2 separate regions of the Mus musculus genome follow, and region 1 is linked to region 2. Evidence: chromatin contacts called from public Hi-C data. All regions are on one chromosome and are shown on one strand. Each heading gives the region's core, a stretch centred on a gene start, on an enhancer-like site or on the middle of the called end of the contact. The rest is flanking DNA. Distances are from core to core; before and after follow the strand shown.

Region 1 (5,036 bases), core at 2,432-4,931, 150 kb after region 2:
GTGTCAAAGGCTGCACACCACACAGGAAGTGACCATGGGGATGGTACATCTCACCTGATTAACCAAGTCCATGTGTGCCAGTGCACATAGAAAAACAATCTGGGGACAGACGCTACAATCATGGCTATATTTGAGAAGACTAGTTTGCAGGTACAGAACAGTAACTTTTTGTTTTATACCTTCCCATAGGTCAATCTACATTGTGTAAAAAAGTTTAGCTGACAGAAGACTGGGCAAAAACATGGTAGGAAAGTACCAATGCTCTCAGGAATTGCTTATTCTTCACTAAATAAATGAAGGCTCCTTCCAGGTACCTCCTCCCTAGATTCTAGTTCCATCGTCACTAAAATACTTTAGAGGTCACTGAACTGGACTTGGAGTGGGTGCTCAGGCTTGTGAAAACAGTGCCCATCAACTTCTAAAAAAGATGTATTTCCAACCTTCAGTTAACAAAAACAGCATCTTAATTTGTAACTCATTCTGCGGGAGTGTGGTTATCCTGACATGATCTCCCCAGAACCTGAGCTGAGGGCAGAGGGCCCAACAATTTCTAGACTGCTGTCCTTGATCTACCATAAGAGGCCCATAAATCTCTCTGACAGTCAAGTAAGGGCTTTATTCATTACAGATCATGAAAAGCCAACTCCATACTTCCAAGGTGGCCAAAGGAGAAGAAGATAGATTTACAAGATAATGAAGGACCCCACTTAGATTGAAAAAAAAGTCAAGTGACAAAACAGTGTGTCCCACTCCAATCTGTTCTGTCATTTACTATGTTGCTAATGAAGCCCAGGATACCCCAACTCAGAATTGTTAGGATACAATTTTGCAAAAAGAACAAAAAAAACAAAAACCAAAAAAACAAAAGAAACCCACAGACCCTACCTCAGGAGAAAGGGTCTTTCCAGAAAGGAAAAAACAACCGTTAGCTAATCATCAGGTCAGCTTAGCTGTACTGCCATGCCATGCCTGTTGCCAGTGGTTTCTATTGTAAGAAAGATGTATCATGCCCCAGAGTTCCATTTACATAAACATGCAGAATGCAAGCCAGCTCCTGCTTCTAAATAAGCACTGTAGAAGACTAAAATCTTAAGCCACGGGCTCAAATTAATTCAAGATCAAGAGAATGTCCCCAAGAGCCATGCTGCCTAGGCACTGCAGTGTCCTGACTGTGAAGACCCATAGTCATGGCGGCCTGTTATTAGAATGACACATTGGACAATGTCATTCGATCAAGGGGTCTTTGTTTTTCAAAGATGCCACAGATGTCAATCTCAAATACAAGAAAAATGTTTGAAATCAAGGAGAGAGTAAAAGATTCATCTCCACCACAGGCACTAAACAGGTGGCAGCACACCCTCAATGTATACTGTACACGATGTATACTGTACGCCATGTATACTGTACGCCATGTATACTGTACGCCATGTATATTGTACGCCATGTATACTGTACACCATGTATACTGTACACCATGTATACTGTGCACCATGTATACTGTGCACCATGTATACTGTACACAATGTATACTGTACACGATGTATACTGTACACAGTGTATACTGTACACCATGTATACGGCACACCGTGTATACTGTACACAATGTATACTGTACAGCATGTATACTGTACACCATGTAAACTGTACACAATGTATACGGTACACTGTGTATACTGTACACAATGTATACTGTACACCATGTATACTGTACACCATGTAAACTGTACACGATGTATACTGTACACAATGTATACTGTACACCATGTATACGGCACACGATGTATACTGTACACGATGTATACTGTACACCATGTATACGGTACACTGTGTATACTGTACACGATGTATACTGTACCCGATGTATACTGTATGCGATGTATACTGTACACAATGTATACTGTACACAATGTATACTGTACACAATGTATACTCAAGGGGCCTTTGAATAAACCATCTCCTTCCAAAAAGAACTGATGTGGATTTGTACATCTCCCCAGGAGATAGCACCAGCTACTTCTTAGTTCAACTTTAATAAATTAAGGAACTTATGGCTGAAAATTTTGGAGACAGAATAGCTTCAATCAAAAATTTTATATGGTATTAAAATCTGACTTATAGAAAATTGTAAAATAAAACATACTTCTTACTTTCCTACCCACAAACTAGTCCATCTCTCAAAGATGGTTAACCACCTTATGACTTCTTCACCAAACCGTAGATAAACGTGCTGAATGGACTCTACACGTTACCTGAGAAAGAGGGTTTTATCCCTTTATTCAAAGAAAATATGGACCTAACAGAAAATGGCTTTCTTTCATCATAGAAAGGCTGATTCCAGGTTAGGTGCCTGTAGCTGACAAACTGCATGGGCAAGAGGCAGAGGCCCTCTTTGGGTCTCCCACTTTGAAGCAGCTTCTCCACAGCTAAGACCCTGCTCCTTCCCACTGTCTCAGTGTGCAAATGTGGGTCACAGAATAGCAATGTAACAAATGTTATCATGGTTAATGGTAACTGAAAATGCCAGGACCCAACAGGGATGACATTAGCTGAAATACCCAACAAAGGGGAGAGAGAACCTGTAGACACCATATCCAGAGGTTAGGCACGGCCCCTGGTGGAAAGATGAGGCCACCTACCCATCTCAAAAAATTTAACCCAGAATTGCTCCTGACTAAAGGAAATAAAGGGACAAAGAGTGAAGCAAAGACTAAAGTAAAGGCCATCCAGAGGCTGCCCCAGCTAGGGAATCCACCTCATCCATAGACAACAAACCCAAACACTACTGCTGATGTCAAGAAATGCTTGCTGACAGGAGCCTGGTATAGTTGTCTCCTGAGAGGCTCTGTCAGTGCCTGACAAATACTGATACTGATATTCGCAGCCAACCATCAGACCGAGCACAGGGACTCCGATGGAGGAATTAGAGAAAGGACTGAAGGAGCTAAAGAGGTTTGCAACCCTATAGGAAGAACAACAATATTAACCAAACAGACCCCCCCCCTCCAAGAACTCCTAGGGACTAAGCCATCAACAAAGGAGTACACATGGCTCCAGCTGCATATGTAGCAGAGGATGGCCTTGTCATGCATCAGTGGAAGGAGAGGCCCTTGGTCCTGTGTAGGCTCGATGTCCCAGAGTAGGGGAATGCTATGGCACTGAGTGGGTGGGGGAGCACACTCATAGAAGCAGGGGGTAGGGGCCTGGGACAGGGGTTTGCAGAGAGGAAACTGGGAAGGGGGATAACATTTGAAATGTAAATAAATAAAATAACCAATAAAAAAGTAAAATAAAATATTCCCTTAAAAAAAAAAAGATGCAATTAAAAAACTGTGCCAAAAACAGCCCAAAGGGGTTCTAAATGTCTAAAGCCTAACACTGAAGAAATCCCACGGGCCAAAAGAAACAAAAAGCCTTTAGCATAGAAAATGTGAATGTATGGAGGAGTGACTGGAACATCTCAAGTAGATGTGCAAGTTGAGTCGGGCAGTGGTGCTGCCTGCCAAACCCAACCGACTCCTTCATTCTGACAGTTTTTTTCAAACATGCTAAATTGTCAACAGAGGATGTAACTTGGCAAAAAAAAAAAAAAAAAAAAAAGGAAGAAAGGAGTGGGCCAACATTTCTTCGTGTGCTGGAAATAAGTGCACTCCTTCCGTCACTCTGTGCCTTGGAGCCATGTTCCCATGAAAGCCTGAAGCCAAGGAAAAGCAGGCACACAGAAGTCTGCAGGCGCAAAGCACTGACATGTAAGTCAGGCTTGATTTTTAACTGAGTAAGCTTCCAAAGATCCCCCTCTTCAGAATGCTTGTCTGAGGGAAGCAATGCTGGCTAAGAAAGACCTATCAGCCCCAAGCTGAATCCTGCTTTGACCCACATCTGTTAACCCAAAACAAGCAAGGAACCAAGTCCCAGATGTCACAGGAAGGGGTTCACAGACATAGCCTAATAGCATCCTTGAAGAATAAAACCCCAATACCTGGCTGTGCCCACGGCTGCTGTGAGAGGGTGTACTTGGGGCCTCCCTGGCTGGCCATGGTTTTCAATGCTGATACCTAGTAGAGGAGACAAAAGCAGAGGTTTCACGTCACCAACAGCAAATAAACACGGACTGCTCACAGACACACAACTGTATAAGCCTGTCACTAGGCACACTGGGAACCAGGCACAGTTCTAGCAAGGCTGCATCTACTCTGACAAGCTTTCACCACTAGACATTCTTTTTGACAAAACTTTTTTTTTTTTTTTGAGTTCAAGATATGTGTTATTCTGGGGAGAAAAACAAGTAAAAACAAAACAGTCACAACCACATTGGGCATTCTTCCTGAGACTTTTCAGGACAGGAATCTGAAGAAATTTCACCAAAAATATAAAAATTTTAAAAAAGGTTACTCCTCAAAAGACTGAGTTACTACTGAGTTCATGTCATTAGAAAAGTGTCCATCACAAACGCACAGAGGCTCCTATACACTCTAAAGACTTCCCTTCTTTATAACCACATCACAGGCATAGAAAACACCAAAAACACCACCAAGACAAACAGCGGCCAGGCTAGAGAGGACAGCACGAGACTCAAGTTTTTAATCTAAACAGCTAGGCTGACATATTAAGTCCAGCTTCTGGAGACAGGATGCCCTCTTCTGGACTCCACAGGAATGCACACAATAGGCATATGTTCACACAGACATGCAAACACAAGAGAGACAGACAGACAGACAGACAGACAGACAGACAGACATCCAGTTGGGTATGGTAGACTGCTGCAGAGTCAGCATCCGGGAAGCTAAGGAATAGGGCACAAGAGTTTAAGGCAAGCCTGGGCTACATGGTCAGACCCTATCTCAACAAACAAACAGGGTTTTCAAGTCCCATTACAAGGCAGGCTTGGCTGAACTGTGCTATGGACAGAGACTTGGAAGTCACTTTGTATGCTTCCTCCTTGCACAGCACAGGAAAGAAATACAAATATGTCAGCCTGGCTTTCAGGTAAAACCTTGATGGGCGTAAGCATGAACTACTTCTTAATGGACAGACATGGG
Region 2 (4,659 bases), core at 1,857-4,356:
ATCAGACATTGCTTAAGTCGCACTAGGTCCCTTTGAACTTGACTTCTAGCCTATATGTCACCAATGCATCTACTACTCTCCCATAAGGCTCAGTGTGCTCACCGCAGGCTCCAAGAGCTCCAAGGTTCCCTTGCTGAGCCACCTGCCCCTCTCCACGGCACTAGGGACCATTTCACAGCACTGAGTGTGCAGAGCACCTAGTCCAGTCTGCATAGGGACCTATGGCTGCCAATCATCCTGCACCCTCATCTCACCCAGCTCTGCCAGGTTTGGTCTCTCCCTCCAATGTGAGCTCTACTGGGTCACAGCGAAAGCAGCAGAAGGGACGTTAGCCCTCGTTCCCTCCCTGCTGACAGATCTGTGTTATTCAGCTTTATAAATCTAATTTGTCGAGGTCAAATGAACACATGTTAATGCTTAGACTCCATAGACATATAGTTCTCCTTGGCAGAGTACACAGTTTTGTACCACCAAGGCTGTATCTGCATCCAACGGTTCAGAAATTCCTTGTGGAGTCTTCAGGGAGATGCCAGGGAACCTGCTTAAGGTTCCAAACACAGCTCAGGCTGTGTGCTCAACCTCCACCTCCCAGACATGGAACAAAGCCACTCTGAATACTTACAAACAAAACCATGCAAACCTCAGTTTTCTATAAAACCCGAGAGACCAAGATGTGCGTATGCACCTCATCAGACTCATTTGTGCAACAGATGAGTCCAGCCTTTCATTTTTGGTAGGTCTGGTGCTCTGATATCCGGGGCTTTGCTGATTCTTACAGTGTCTGGGGACACTGCAACAACCGGGTCCCAGGAGATGTATCCACACTATATGTCACCATCTGATAACCCTGAAGACTCAGACCAGGTGTCAGATAACTAGAGATAGCCTCTAAAGTCAGTGAAGTTGGCCAATCCCAAGCTCACCCACCATACCTTGGCTGGCCTATTTTGTGGCAACCACAATCAAGACCCAAGTCCTCCTTTTACTCTACCTCCTGACTGACCCTGCCCTTCCCCAGGAGGCTGTGCATGGCATGGCATCGCCCTTCCTCTTGACATCTATGAGTAATGGTAGCCATATTCTTCTACCCATTGGCTTTGCCACACCCACATTTTCAAACAGTGGGCTTGCACATGTAGTGAACATCTTATAAAGTACAAATCCAAATGACTACATGTAGGGTTTTTGTGACTGTCTCCATTGTCTTTGATAATAGTCATAAAACTGGCAGATGGGACAATTCTGGCTTTCAATCATGATACCACTGAAAATATTAACAACTTAGAAACCATTTTGTGAAAGGTACTATAAATGTATTCATGTAGATCTTTACTATGTATTTGGTATGGACCGGGTTCATGTGTATTAGACACTAACTCGTAGCTGAGAACACCAAGAGCTTCCAGCACCTAGAGACAGAAACTACCCCCAGCCTGTGATTCCTGAAGTTGAACAGTTATTATAGAGTAACAACTAGTTATGGGGCTGTGAGTGGAGGGGAACTCAGAGGACTCCAGCAACACAGAAGTCAGAAGGAAACAAAGAACATTAGCAAACACAGCTGAAGAGTGCAATGCCTTCCTCTGCAGGAATTCTCCCCTGGCCTCTGGCTTCCTCCACCTGCCCAGTTATCTCCTATATTAGCATTTACCATAGAAGTCAGATGTTTGTTTTTAGATAAGGCACTGGTTCCTTCTAGATAATGGGATGTAGTATGTTCCTGACCCAGCAAGGATGGACTCAAGCAAAAGAGACCGCTGGGCTGGGAGACTCTCACATCAGAGGAGAGATCGCCTGGTGGAATTGTCCAGGGAAGGACAGGCTGAGCAAGGAAAGCCTGCTGGTCCAGCTCTTCCCAACTCAGATTAAAAACAGAAGGGAAAAGGATGCCTCACAGATCCGTGTAGTTAGATGAGCCCTCTCAAACTGTTGTAGTCAATAAAGTACAGTAGTGGCTGGGGTGGGGGGAGAGCTACTTTGCAGGCTGAGCATGTATTTGGGTAGAGCACTATAGAGCTGCTGAGTCTAGTGTGGGCCCCACTAGCTGCAAGTACTGGGAGAGATTGATACATGGATAGTCCAAACTGAGAGTCTTGGAGTGTAAAATATACGGAATCATGAAGAGTTAGTACTGAAATGCAAATATAATTCATTAATGGTTCGAAATTAACAATATTTTGAAATTATGTAAAATAAAAACACTCATCATTTTCATTTTGTGTGTGTGTGTGTGTGTGTGTGTTTTGATTTTGTTTGTTTGGAGACAAGATCATAAAATCATTATCTTGAGGCAACACCTCAATCTGCTGTGAGGACAGAAGGAAAGAGCTGGCCCTAACAGCAATGGTGAATTGCTGTGCTAGTCTTGACCCGACTGCCTCTGAAATGTTATGTGAGAAAGGAAAATATCAATTTTAAACAACTGTCAAGAGTTCTATTACTCTGAGCCACAATAGCCCCAATCAAAACAGGCAACAAGGGTCACAGCACAGCCATGATAGTGGCAGGTAGTGGAGTCTGGCATCAGAATCAACTTCGATACAAGAAGAGGAAAAGGGGAGGAGCTTAGTCCTCTCTCTGCACTAGGGATGCTGGGGCAGATGCTCTGACTTCCAACTTGGCCTCCAGTGGAGAAAAGAATGTGGGGGAGACAGATCTTCTTTGGAATCCATGGGCCTCATTACTTGGAGGGAGGAATTACTTTTGTCTTCTTTTAATGGCACGTTCAAAAGCCTTTGTTGATGCTCATAGCATCGTGTCTAGTTGCCTTGCTGAAGAGCCTCTTCGTATTTCTCCCGGGATGTCCTTAGCCAGCCGCAGCAGTCACTAACTGTGGGGAAAACGCCTTAAGTGTTAGAGTGCATAGGCCACAATGGGTCTCCTGGGTTTGTGCCCAGCCTCTTACCAGTCCCGCTCCTCATAGCAGCAGCACTACCCAAACACACCACAGGTTTTAATCCTCCGCTGGGTGAATAGTGGCACAGCTTCTGCTCCTTGTGTTGATAGATTACTGTGGAAATAGCAGAAGCTTCTACAACTCAGCCTCCTGAAACCTGGGCAGCACAGCTCAAGAGAGGAAACATGCGCTCTCCCTGCCACCCTCCCTCTGGTGCTGGCAGCCAGCCAGTACCATTGTCCAACACTCCCTGTGCTGATGGGGGAGCTGTATCCTCAGGTTCAGCAAAGACGATGCTCACAAGAACGGCTTTGCCTGATAAATTGCCCTGCAGCCAGAAGAGCTGGCGCGCTAATTTAGTGCTCGCCTCTCATCAGCTGAAATGTTTTTATTTTTGGAGGGAATAGGCTGAGCTATAATTATTATTGATCTTGGAGACAACAATCAGAGAAGGCTTGCGTGTGTCCTCAATGAGCAGGGCCAAAAATAGATGAGGTGTCCTGTTGTTCTTGGCCAATCCTAGCTTCTTCTTGCCCTCGATTGATCTCATAGCTGACTTGCCACTTAGAGAACCAAATTAAGTTCTACACAGAGAATTTGGGTGTCTTAATCCTCACCCTCCCACACCCCATCAGCATTTAGAGAGAAGCCACTGGGGTCTTGGCCGTATTCTCTTAGAGAAGGCCTCACCTGACTGGCAACAGATGGATGCTAATGGGATATTTATTTACAGAGTAAAATTAAATTGGAGCTGCATCTTAATGCACAATTTACATAATCAGCTTTGTTCTGAACTGATGAGCTGTTCTCAATAGCACTTGGGACCTTTCTGTCACAGCTGTCTCAAAGCAGCAGCCACTGAGAATGGAGATTAAGTAATTTCCAAAGCTAGAAGTCTTGATGATGCTCTATTATCCCATCCTGGTAGACCTCGTAATTTCTCTAGATACTGGCACGGGATCAAAGATTCATGTTAGTTTCTTGCCACAATATGGGATCAAAGGAAAGATGTTTAATTTGCAATGAGAAAGGGTTAGACACACAGGCAGTCTCTACGCCCACCCTCACTTCTGTAAAACGGATTTATAACGCCTCCAGCTCCCCACAACACTCATATTTACTAACGTGCCAGACTGTGTGCTTCGTGAACCTGGAGGATGAATTTCACTGTCGTACCTTGTGTGCATGATTCTGGTTCAGGGAGAAGCAGATCACAGATGAGCTAAGGCCCTACCCTGGAGAGCTGGAAGGAACAGATACTCCAAGAGACAGCAGAATTATCAAGCCTGGATCCTTAATAAACAAGTCGTGTTAAACTGTTACCTTCACACCCCTATACCAGCACAGAGGGCACTAAATGCTTAACACTGTTCATCTTTCCGAATCCACTGGCCAACTCTGTGAAGGCTAGCATTATTTTCTGAGAAAAGTCCTAATAACAGACACTTGCTGAAAATTCAAGTGCTCTAAGTATGCTTTAGACCCAGGTTTCCTGTACCTCTAAGATAACTATGATTGCTCTCCTGTCTTTTGCAGTCCAGAAAATCGAGTTCCAAAGCAATTAAATAAGTATCCCCGAAACTCCTAACTAATTAAATGAGATAGCCAAAACTTAGACTTGGTCTGTCTGGATCCAAAATACAAAGCACTTGCACGCTGGGCCACATGAACCCTCACATGGCAAACACTGTAGGCCACTCTATTAGCAGAAGTCAGGGCCCCTTTATTAACAGAAATAAAGGATGTTCAAAATGAGACCTCCA

What was found. Hi-C and Micro-C count contacts between places; a contact is called where the count stands out from the background.
Region 1: a Hi-C map of cortical neurons shows a contact between it and region 2, with 2.5 times the contacts expected there. The contact joins two enhancer-like sites. A contact is called at or near these places in 8 of 484 Hi-C or Micro-C datasets (the N1E-115 cell line, cerebellar granule neurons, cortical neurons and 3 more).

What each region holds. Positions count from the first base shown.
Region 1 is chr14:75,709,225-75,714,260 of GRCm38.p6, forward strand. It overlaps Cog3 (component of oligomeric golgi complex 3), which reads right to left. Exons shown (of 23, transcript NM_177381.3): 20 at 3,977-4,052. Among named protein-coding and RNA genes, the nearest start is that of Cog3, 43 kb to the right of the region's middle. Within about 2 kb of position 3,682, at least 6 of the 459 cell types and tissues checked have an H3K27ac peak or open chromatin away from gene starts, as enhancers often do. A contact at or near this core is called in cortical neurons, where this site is marked.
Region 2 is chr14:75,562,830-75,567,488 of GRCm38.p6, forward strand. No RefSeq gene overlaps it. Among named protein-coding and RNA genes, the nearest start is that of Gm36060, 12 kb to the left of the region's middle. Within about 2 kb of position 3,107, at least 32 of the 459 cell types and tissues checked have an H3K27ac peak or open chromatin away from gene starts, as enhancers often do. A contact at or near this core is called in cortical neurons, where this site is marked.